Regions from separate parts of the Mus musculus genome. Here region 2 is linked to region 1. A link is a contact called in public ChIA-PET data. All regions are on one chromosome and are shown on one strand. The core of a region is the stretch at or near the end of the contact, and the rest is flanking DNA. Distances in the headings are between cores, read along the strand shown. Region 1 has its middle 23 kb from the start of Gm35524. Region 2 overlaps Rbm33 (RNA binding motif protein 33).

Region 1 (4,331 bases), core at 1,741-4,240:
ACTCAAAGATCCTAGCAGGAAGTAGTCTATTTTGTTGACTGCTTTCTTTCTCTCTTACATAGTGTTGGGGGTGTGTGTGGAAGCGATTAGGGTGGAATAAAGATTGGAAGGGAGGTGGAGATAAAAGAATACAATAAAATAATAATAATAATAAAATATGCCAACAATCTTCCTGCCTCTTCCAGAAATGTTGCACACACTGGGTTCATTGGGCAGTTGGCTAAGTCCCAGCCTCCAGGTTGTCAAGTGGTGAGAACTTGAGTTATGCTTTACTTGTAGCATCTTTGTGCAAGCAATACTTAAAGAGGCTTCTGAGAGGTCTGTTAGAAGACAGAACAGGCCTTGAGATGCACAGTACCAACCCAGGATGCTTGCTAAGTTATATAAATACCATCTTGGCTCATGCAGTCAACTTTTAAAAAAAAACCTATTAGAAATAAAATGTATTTAAAACACTGAGACTTTAAATATTTTAATTGTTTATTTAGTATGTGCTTGAAGGTTGGTTTTTTATTTCTACCATGTGGGTGCAAGGGATTGAGCCTTAGGTTGTCAGGCTTGGCAGCAAGCACCTTTACCTGCTGAGCCATCACACACACACACACACACACACACACACACACACACACACTGAGGTATTTTGTTATTTTGTGCGTTTGTATATGTAATATGCATGTGTATTATGTGTATATGTGTTTGTATCTATAAATGTGTGTAAGTGTAATTGGGGAGTTTTAGAACATGAACTCTATAGAAGACATCATGCCAAAATATCAAAAAGTTGCAGACTAAGCCATCTCAGTGAGTAGGAAATGCTCCCTGTGCAGAAATCTGCACCAATGACTGCATGCAGCCCTTTCCATGGCACAGAGAAGAGGATTGTTCTTATTCCTTTGTGTGCTAAGTTCTCCAGAAAACTAACCAATAGCAGATGGAGTTATTCCATGTAGATATTGCTGTCAGGTATAAGTATCAGTAGAGCATAGATGTAGATGTGGACATGGGTGTGGATGTGGACATGAGTATAGATGTGGATATGGGTGTAGATGTGGACATGGGTGTAGATGTGGGCATGATGTAGATGTGGATATGTGTATATATGTGAACACAGATGTATATGTGAACATGGGTGTAGATGTGGGCATGGCATGGATATATAGGTAGACACAAATATGGATACTGTGGTAGTTTGAATAATGACCCTTATAGGTTCATATATCTGAATGCTTAGTCACCAGGGAGTGGCACTGTTTGAAAGGATTAAAGGGATTAGGAGGTGTGGCCTTGTTGGAGGAAGTGTGTCCCTGGGGATGGGCTTTGAAGTTTCAAAACCCCATGCCTAGCCCAGGGTCTGTCTCTGTGTCTATCTCTGTCTCTCTATCTCTGCCTATTGATCATGTTGTAGCTGTCAGCAACTGCACCAGTGCCTGCCTGCATATTGCCATGCTCCCTGTTGTGAAGATGATGAACTAAACCTCAGAAACTGTAAGACAGCCTCAAGTAAATGCTTTCTTTATAACAGCTGCCTTGGTCATGGTTTCTCTTCACAGCAATAGAACAGTGACCAAGACAGATGTGATGTAGATAGATATGAACATGGCTATGATAGAGGTAGATATGACTATGAATGTAATGCGGAAATAGAAACAGATGCTGATACAGATGGACACATAATGTAGATTTGCTTATAAACTTTGATTTGGATATAAGTGTAGGTAAAGATACAGGCAAATACTGGGGGCTGTTGAGAGAGCTAGCTCTGCAGAAGGGTTGAGGATACCATAAGAACATGGTTCACAGAATCAACTGCCCAGGACTCGTGGGGGTCACAGATATTAGGGGGTGTATATGGATCTTACCTAAGCCCTCTGCATATGTGTTATGGCTGAGAGGCTTGGTCTTCTTGTGGGACTCCCAACAGTGGGAGTTGGGGCTGTCTCTGATGCTTTTGCCTGCTTGTGGGATCCCTTTCCTCCCACCGGGTTGCCTTGTCCAGTCTTGATGTGATGCTATGTGCTGGGTCTTATGGTCTCCACTGATACTGTGTCGTGCTGAGTTTGGTTGATGTCCCTGGGAGGCCTGCTCCTTTCTGAGGGGAAGCAGAGGGAGGGTAGACATGAGGATCAGTAGAGGTGGGAGAGAGAGACCAGGGGAAGGGAGGGCTGGGTAACTGCAGTTGGGTTGTAATATATGAGAGCAATACTTTTTTTAAAGAAGAAAGAAAGGAGAGAGTCTTACAGAGAGAAACAGAGAAAGAGACAGATAGATGAGAGAGGGAGATAGATGAGAGAGAGAGAGAGAGAGAGAGAGAGAGAGAATGAATTTGCTCTGTGACCGACAGCTAAAGCCCACAGCCTCTCTGTGTGGGTTGGAGATCCAGGGAGTCCAAGAGTGTGACTCTCAGTCAGAGGCTGAAAACCAAGGACCTGCACTGGCCCAAGGGCTGGCATCTAAAGTTCAGACGTCTGACTCAGCTGGATACCTAGGGTGGAAGTGAACTCTCCTGTGTCATGCTGCCACATCTGGCCTAGGTGACAGAATGGCACCTGCAGCATTGGCAACGTCAGGCTATTCTTCAGTCAGAAGTTAGGCGGCTGGTGTTTTCTAGAAACAAAAAAGAATGGTTCACCAGTCGTTGATATGTTGACACTTCACCACCACAATCTACTTTACAAGTTGGGGACCTGAGTCTAGATGGCAAGCATTCCCCAGCTTCCTGTCTTAGTTACGTACCACAATAAACAAACCTAACAAAAGCAACTCCGAGGAGAAGAGATTCATTTTGGCTCGCAGTTCCAGAGGGTTAGAGAATGTCATATTAGGGAAAGTGTGGCAAGAGCAGGAGGCTGGCCACATTACATCTACACTCCAGGAAAGAGCAAACAGGAAGTAGGGCGAAGCCAAAAAGCCTCAAGGCACGCCCTCATTGAGCCACTTCCTCCAGGATCACTTTCTAAAGTGATCACTTCACTTTCTAAAACCTACACAGGCTGTGCAAACAGCGTCAGAAACCACTTCAAACACACGAGCCTGTGGGAGACAGTTTACATTCAAACCCTAATGTGCCCAGTAGGCAACACCCATGCCTGGGGAGGCAGCTGCCTGAGGAGCAGAGCACTCACCCTGGAGCCACTTGCCCGTTACAACCTCACACTCACTGCAGCCTTGGAAGGCACTGCATAAAGGAGGAATCTGAGACCAGCTCCAACTTACTTGCCTGGACTTGATGATAAGAATGATAGACATATAGGCCAGTGCTTATCTCAGAGCTCAGGGCACTGCCTGCCCCGAAGTGTGGATGTTCAGTCACTATTGGCTTATATGCAAGGGATAGTGCTGTTTAAATCCCAAGGTGTCCCTGGTCTGAGTGATACATCCAGATGCCCAAGGAAGGCCTGGGGTTACACAGGGGAGAGGAAAGCTTTGTGATGCACCCCAGAGTACCTTTCCAACATCGGAAGGACCTTCCTTATCCCCATAACATTGCATCATACTGTCCAAGCTGCATAAACATGGCAGCAGTCCTTTTATAGCCAAAGCCCCAAAGACTGGACATATCTGCCCTTGATGGGTGCTGGACAAGGAATGGCACCAGGAATAACTTAACACGGTGTTGGGTGGGACAGAGAGGCAGAACAACAGGTATTCAGGGGTCAGCTCCCAAACTGAAGGCTCACATCAGATAAGTGAGAGTTCATGGTTGCAAAGTCACGTTCCCTACATAGGAAAAGACAACTGTAATCCCCATTGTAGTGGGTGACAGTCTCAGGACTCCCTGTGTTCAGCTACAGAGGAGACGTGATCTTGAAATGCAACTGAGACCTGCTGGAGAACTACAAGTTGCCCTGAACCCCTTTATCCTGCATATTTGCACAGGGGACTCTTGAGCCTTTGCTGGCTTTAAAATGTCTGACTTCCTATGCCCACTGGATGGTCAACCTGAAGGGGGGCTTTTTCTGCCTTTTTCCTGTTTTGTGCAGCAGAAAAGCCCAGGGGAGAGATGAGGATGCAGGAGAAGAAAAAAAGCCCTCAGTAAGCTGGAAGGATAATAAGAATGTTGGCAGCAGGGCCAAATACAGACTTCCCAGCTCCTGCCTCCTAAGTCAAAATGCCCAGTGCTGAGTCCTCCGTGCCTCTGAAAGCGAAAGAAAGAACTTTCACCACCAGAGCAGAAGGCCCGCACTGCCCAGAGATACTGTGGGGTAGACCTGCCTTCAAGATCAGAGGTCTTCGGACTTAAGATTCGACAGTAAAATTATAAAACAAAAACAAAAACAAAACAAACAAACAAACAAAACCAGTGAGCGAGGATCACCTACTCCTAGTGCCAG
Region 2 (4,160 bases), core at 1,636-4,135, 110 kb before region 1:
ACCCTCTGCATGCATATAAACCCAGGTTGTGGAAGCACAGACCTAGGCTAGGAGCCCAATGCTGGGGAAATGAAGCAGGAGGACTCAATGAATCAGACTAGCTAAAATGGTTCCAGATTTAGTTATAAACCCTGAGAAACTAAGATAGAAATGTGACTGAGGAAGACATCCAGCATCAACCTCTGGCCTATACATGTGCACCCACACACAAAACACACAGGTGGTGGGAGGGGAGGGGAGGGAGGGAGGGAGGGAGGGAGGGAGGGAGGGATCGAGAGAGCAAGCCTGAACCTGGGTGCACAATAAGAATAATGCAAAACAAACACTCCCATTTACCACAAACATGTAAGCCTATTAGCTAAAAATGGCATTAAAATGAGGTTTGAAATGTAAGCATTATATCTTTCTCAAAATAAAGCATTAGGATTTATTGAAAGATATAGAACAGAAATCCCCACAGATCACATTAGCTATGTCAAGTGAAGCTGAGGCAACCGAAGTTTCTTGCTACCAAAAAAGACGTCAAGATACCTTCTCCTCAAAGCACAGTCAATAATGAGGAACCTGTGAATATGTAAAACATACTTGCCCATCCTCAGAACACAAACACAAAAATGGTACTAGCTAGACACATCACTACTCTGATGCTCTGAGAGGATTTTTTAACATCGTCACTTTGATAAAATACAAAAAAGCTTTTTCTATCTACACACGATGTTACCATGCTGATATTTAAGAAGCCTGAATAAGGAGTTCTAACAGACATGCCCATTCTACCATGAAGTCAATGAAACACATCATGTGCATTGTATGTAACATTCTTTACACGTAAGAGCATAGTGTGAGCACTCCAGTTTCAGTTCTGTTCCTCAGCATATTCTGGCACATACAATTTGAGCATCCTTAGTCTGAAAAATCAGTAACTTTCTAAGTCTCAAAGTTTCATGTTGCAGATTTCAAATTTTGGCTTAAGGTTACTCAATGGGTAAAATCCAGGTTATTCATTCCCCAAACTAGAAAACTCTGAAACTTGAAAAACTCTGGTCCTACCCTTCCCATTTCAGATAAAGATGATTCAACACCTAGAAGTATATCTAAACATGTTTTTAAGTGATCTTCAAAATTTCCTGGATTATAAACTAGAAATTATGTTTATATGACATCTGATGGGATAAGGGGAGGAAAGGGAGAATGGGAGGGAGGAAGGATATATGAATGAATGAATGAATGAATGAGAACCAGTTTATATACCTCTGGTATGTAACTGATACTGTGGCTTCTGATCCAAGTGCCTTAGTTAAGGTTTCTACTGATGTTACAAAACACCATGACAAAAAAGAAATCCAGGGAAAGATTTATTGGATTAATTTAATCTCAGCCTGCTTCCTTCCAAGAGCATTAGCTCAGAGTAGCACCACCTCACTGTGTGCCGGGCCCTCTCATATTAACCATCAATCAAGAAGATGCCCAGGAAGCTTATTCACAGGCCATTCTGGTAGGAACATTTTCTAAGTTAGGACCCACTCTTACAAAATGACTCTAGCATGTGCTAAGTTGACATAAAAGTAACCACCACGGGGCTGGTGAGATGGCTCAGTGGGTAAGAGCACCCGACTGCTCTTCCGAAGGTCCAGAGTTCAAATCCCAGCAACCACATGGTGGCTCACAACCATCCGTAACAAGATCTGACTCCCTCTTCTGGTGTGTCTGAAGACAGCTACAGTGCACTTACATATAATAATAAATAAATAAATCTTTAAAAAAAAAAAAAAAAAAAAAAGTAACCACCACACCAAGTCAATCAGTAATCCTGACACTTTCCAATTACACAATTGTCCTCCAAAGCTGTGTAGAACTGCCACTTCAGGGACAGTCTGAAATGAAACACACTGAGGCCATCAGAAATCACAAACAGTGGGCCCACCTCTCATAACAGTTCAGAAGATTAGAAATGGTTTAGAACTCAGTATGTGTGAATAAGGTGAAACCCCAACTCTAGAGTCAGGCACCTGGCGTGCTGACAAGAGGTTACTTGAATCCACTGCTGACTGCCTTTGGTTCTACGGTCGATCTTGATGTCAGAGGAGCTGGGAGAGAGAACCGGCCTGAATGAAGGATCACATACTCCCTACCTTACAGTGATTTTCACTTTTTAAAAAAAGATTTATTTTATATATGTGAGTACACTGTAGCTGTCTTCAAACACATCAGGAAGAGGGCATCAGATCCCATTACAGATGGTTGTTAGCCACCATGTAGTTGATGGAAGCTCAGCACCTTAGAAGAGCAGTCAGTAACCATTTCTCCAGCCCTCATAGAATTTTAATAACTACCATGTGACTTTAAGAACATCATCATGTACTTTATAATCATCTACAGAGGACCAAAGGTGTTCTGGTTCAAAGACTGCCATCATCTGCCCATACAAGGCCCATTACCTCATCAAACATGACCAAGAAACAAAATCTTTATGATGTCAAATCACTGCCTAAAGTCAAAGTCATACCTCTACTTTGGTAACTTTACCACAGTCACTCAACCACATCAAAAGATTTCACTGAAAAAATTCAGTGTGAACTGCCACAGGTTATCATTGTCAACACAAAGCTCGCAGAGTTGGAGATTTCAAACAATAATCAACTTTCCCCTTAGATACAAAACATCTATGGCACTATGAACTCTGGAAACTATACTAGACTTCTACAATGCATCTATTTCTTTAAAAACTTTATTCATGTTTTGTTTTAAAAAACAAAAACAAAAAACAAAATTCCCCTGAGAACAGCTTCTCTGGTAGAAATGGCCCTTTCTGCCACCCATCCTCATTTCAGACAGGCCCAAACTGCTCTTTGAGGCTTGTTTCACAGACCCATCCTGGTGTAGACCACAGATGACCCACATCCCCACTTCCCAGCCTGCTTTTCACTATACAGTGAAAAGGCTCATTACAGCAGATTAGTATCACCAGGTGATTTTAACCAGTTGGTCCACCATCCCTGGGAAGTCTTTTTCCTATCCCTAGTCAGCTTCTTCTCCCACTGCCCTGGTCACTTTCCATCCAGTCATCTTCTGGTTCTGATCTGCAATATAGCTGCTTCTATGCCTGCAACAGTCTGAGCAGCCTTATACAGTAAGGCTTGGATACATCCAAGTATTGCATAGTTATTAGTAATGTGTGTGCTAATTTTTTTTTCTTTTTTTTTTTTCCATTTTTTATTAGGTATTTAACTCATTTACATTTCCAATGCTATACCAAAAGTCCCCCATATCCACCCACCCCCACTCCCCTGCCCACCCACTCCCCCTTTTTGGCCCTGGTGTTCCCCTGTACTGGGGCATATAAAGTTTGCAAGTCCAATGGGCCTCTCTTTCCAGTGATGGCCGACTAGGCCATCTTTTGATATATATGCAGCTAGAGTCAAGAGCTCCGGGGTACTGGTTAGTTCATAATGTTGTTCCACCTATAGGGTTGCAGATCCCTTTAGCTCCTTGGCTACTTTCTCTAGCTCCTCCATTGGGAGCCCTATGATCCATCCATTAGCTGACTGTGAGCATCCACTTCTGTGTTTGCTAGGCCCCGGCATAGTCTCACAAGAGACAGCTACATCTGGGTCCTTTCAATAAAATCTTGCTAGTGTATGCAATGGTGTCAGCGTTTGGATGCTGATTATGGGGTGGATCCCTGGATATGGTACTCCATTGTGTGGATGTGGTACATCTACACAATGGAGTACTACTCAGCTATTAAAAAGAATGAATTTATGAAGTTCCTAGCCAAATGGATGGACCTGGAGGGCATCATCCTGAGTGAGGTAACACATTCACAAAGAAACTCACACAATATGTATTCACTGATAAGTGGATATTAGCCCCAAACCTAGGATACCCAAGATATAAGATATAATTTGTTAAACACATGAAACTCAAGAAGAATGAAGACTGAAGTGTGGACACTATGCCCCTCCTTAGATTTGGGAACAAAACACCCATGGAAGGAGTTACAGAGCCAAAGTTTGGAGCTGAGATGAAAGGATGGACCATGTGTGTGCTAATTTTTAACAGCAACCTATTTAAGATAATCTAAGTTTTCAATCTATTATTTCATTTAGTCAATTTTTCATAGAAACAAACAGCATACTGACTTACAGCAAGCACTGAAG

The links. ChIA-PET counts read pairs in DNA pulled down with a chosen protein or histone mark.
Region 2: an RNA polymerase II ChIA-PET map of memory CD8 T cells shows a contact between it and region 1, with 65 read pairs. The contact joins two enhancer-like sites. A contact is called at or near these places in 10 of 484 Hi-C or Micro-C datasets (B cells, CD8 T cells, the G1E-ER4 cell line and 7 more), 3 of 115 datasets of contacts at active chromatin or transcription factors (bone marrow-derived dendritic cells, memory CD8 T cells and regulatory T cells) and 3 of 9 other capture datasets (adipose tissue, embryonic stem cells and liver).

The regions. Positions count from the first base shown.
Region 1 is chr5:28,268,485-28,272,815 of GRCm38.p6, reverse strand. No RefSeq gene overlaps it. Among named protein-coding and RNA genes, the nearest start is that of Gm35524, 23 kb to the left of the region's middle. Within about 2 kb of position 2,990, at least 98 of the 459 cell types and tissues checked have an H3K27ac peak or open chromatin away from gene starts, as enhancers often do. A contact at or near this core is called in CD8 T cells and memory CD8 T cells, where this site is marked.
Region 2 is chr5:28,380,861-28,385,020 of GRCm38.p6, reverse strand. All of the region lies in intron 10 of Rbm33 (RNA binding motif protein 33), which reads right to left. Among named protein-coding and RNA genes, the nearest start is that of Rbm33, 66 kb to the right of the region's middle. Within about 2 kb of position 2,885, at least 9 of the 459 cell types and tissues checked have an H3K27ac peak or open chromatin away from gene starts, as enhancers often do. A contact at or near this core is called in CD8 T cells and memory CD8 T cells, where this site is marked.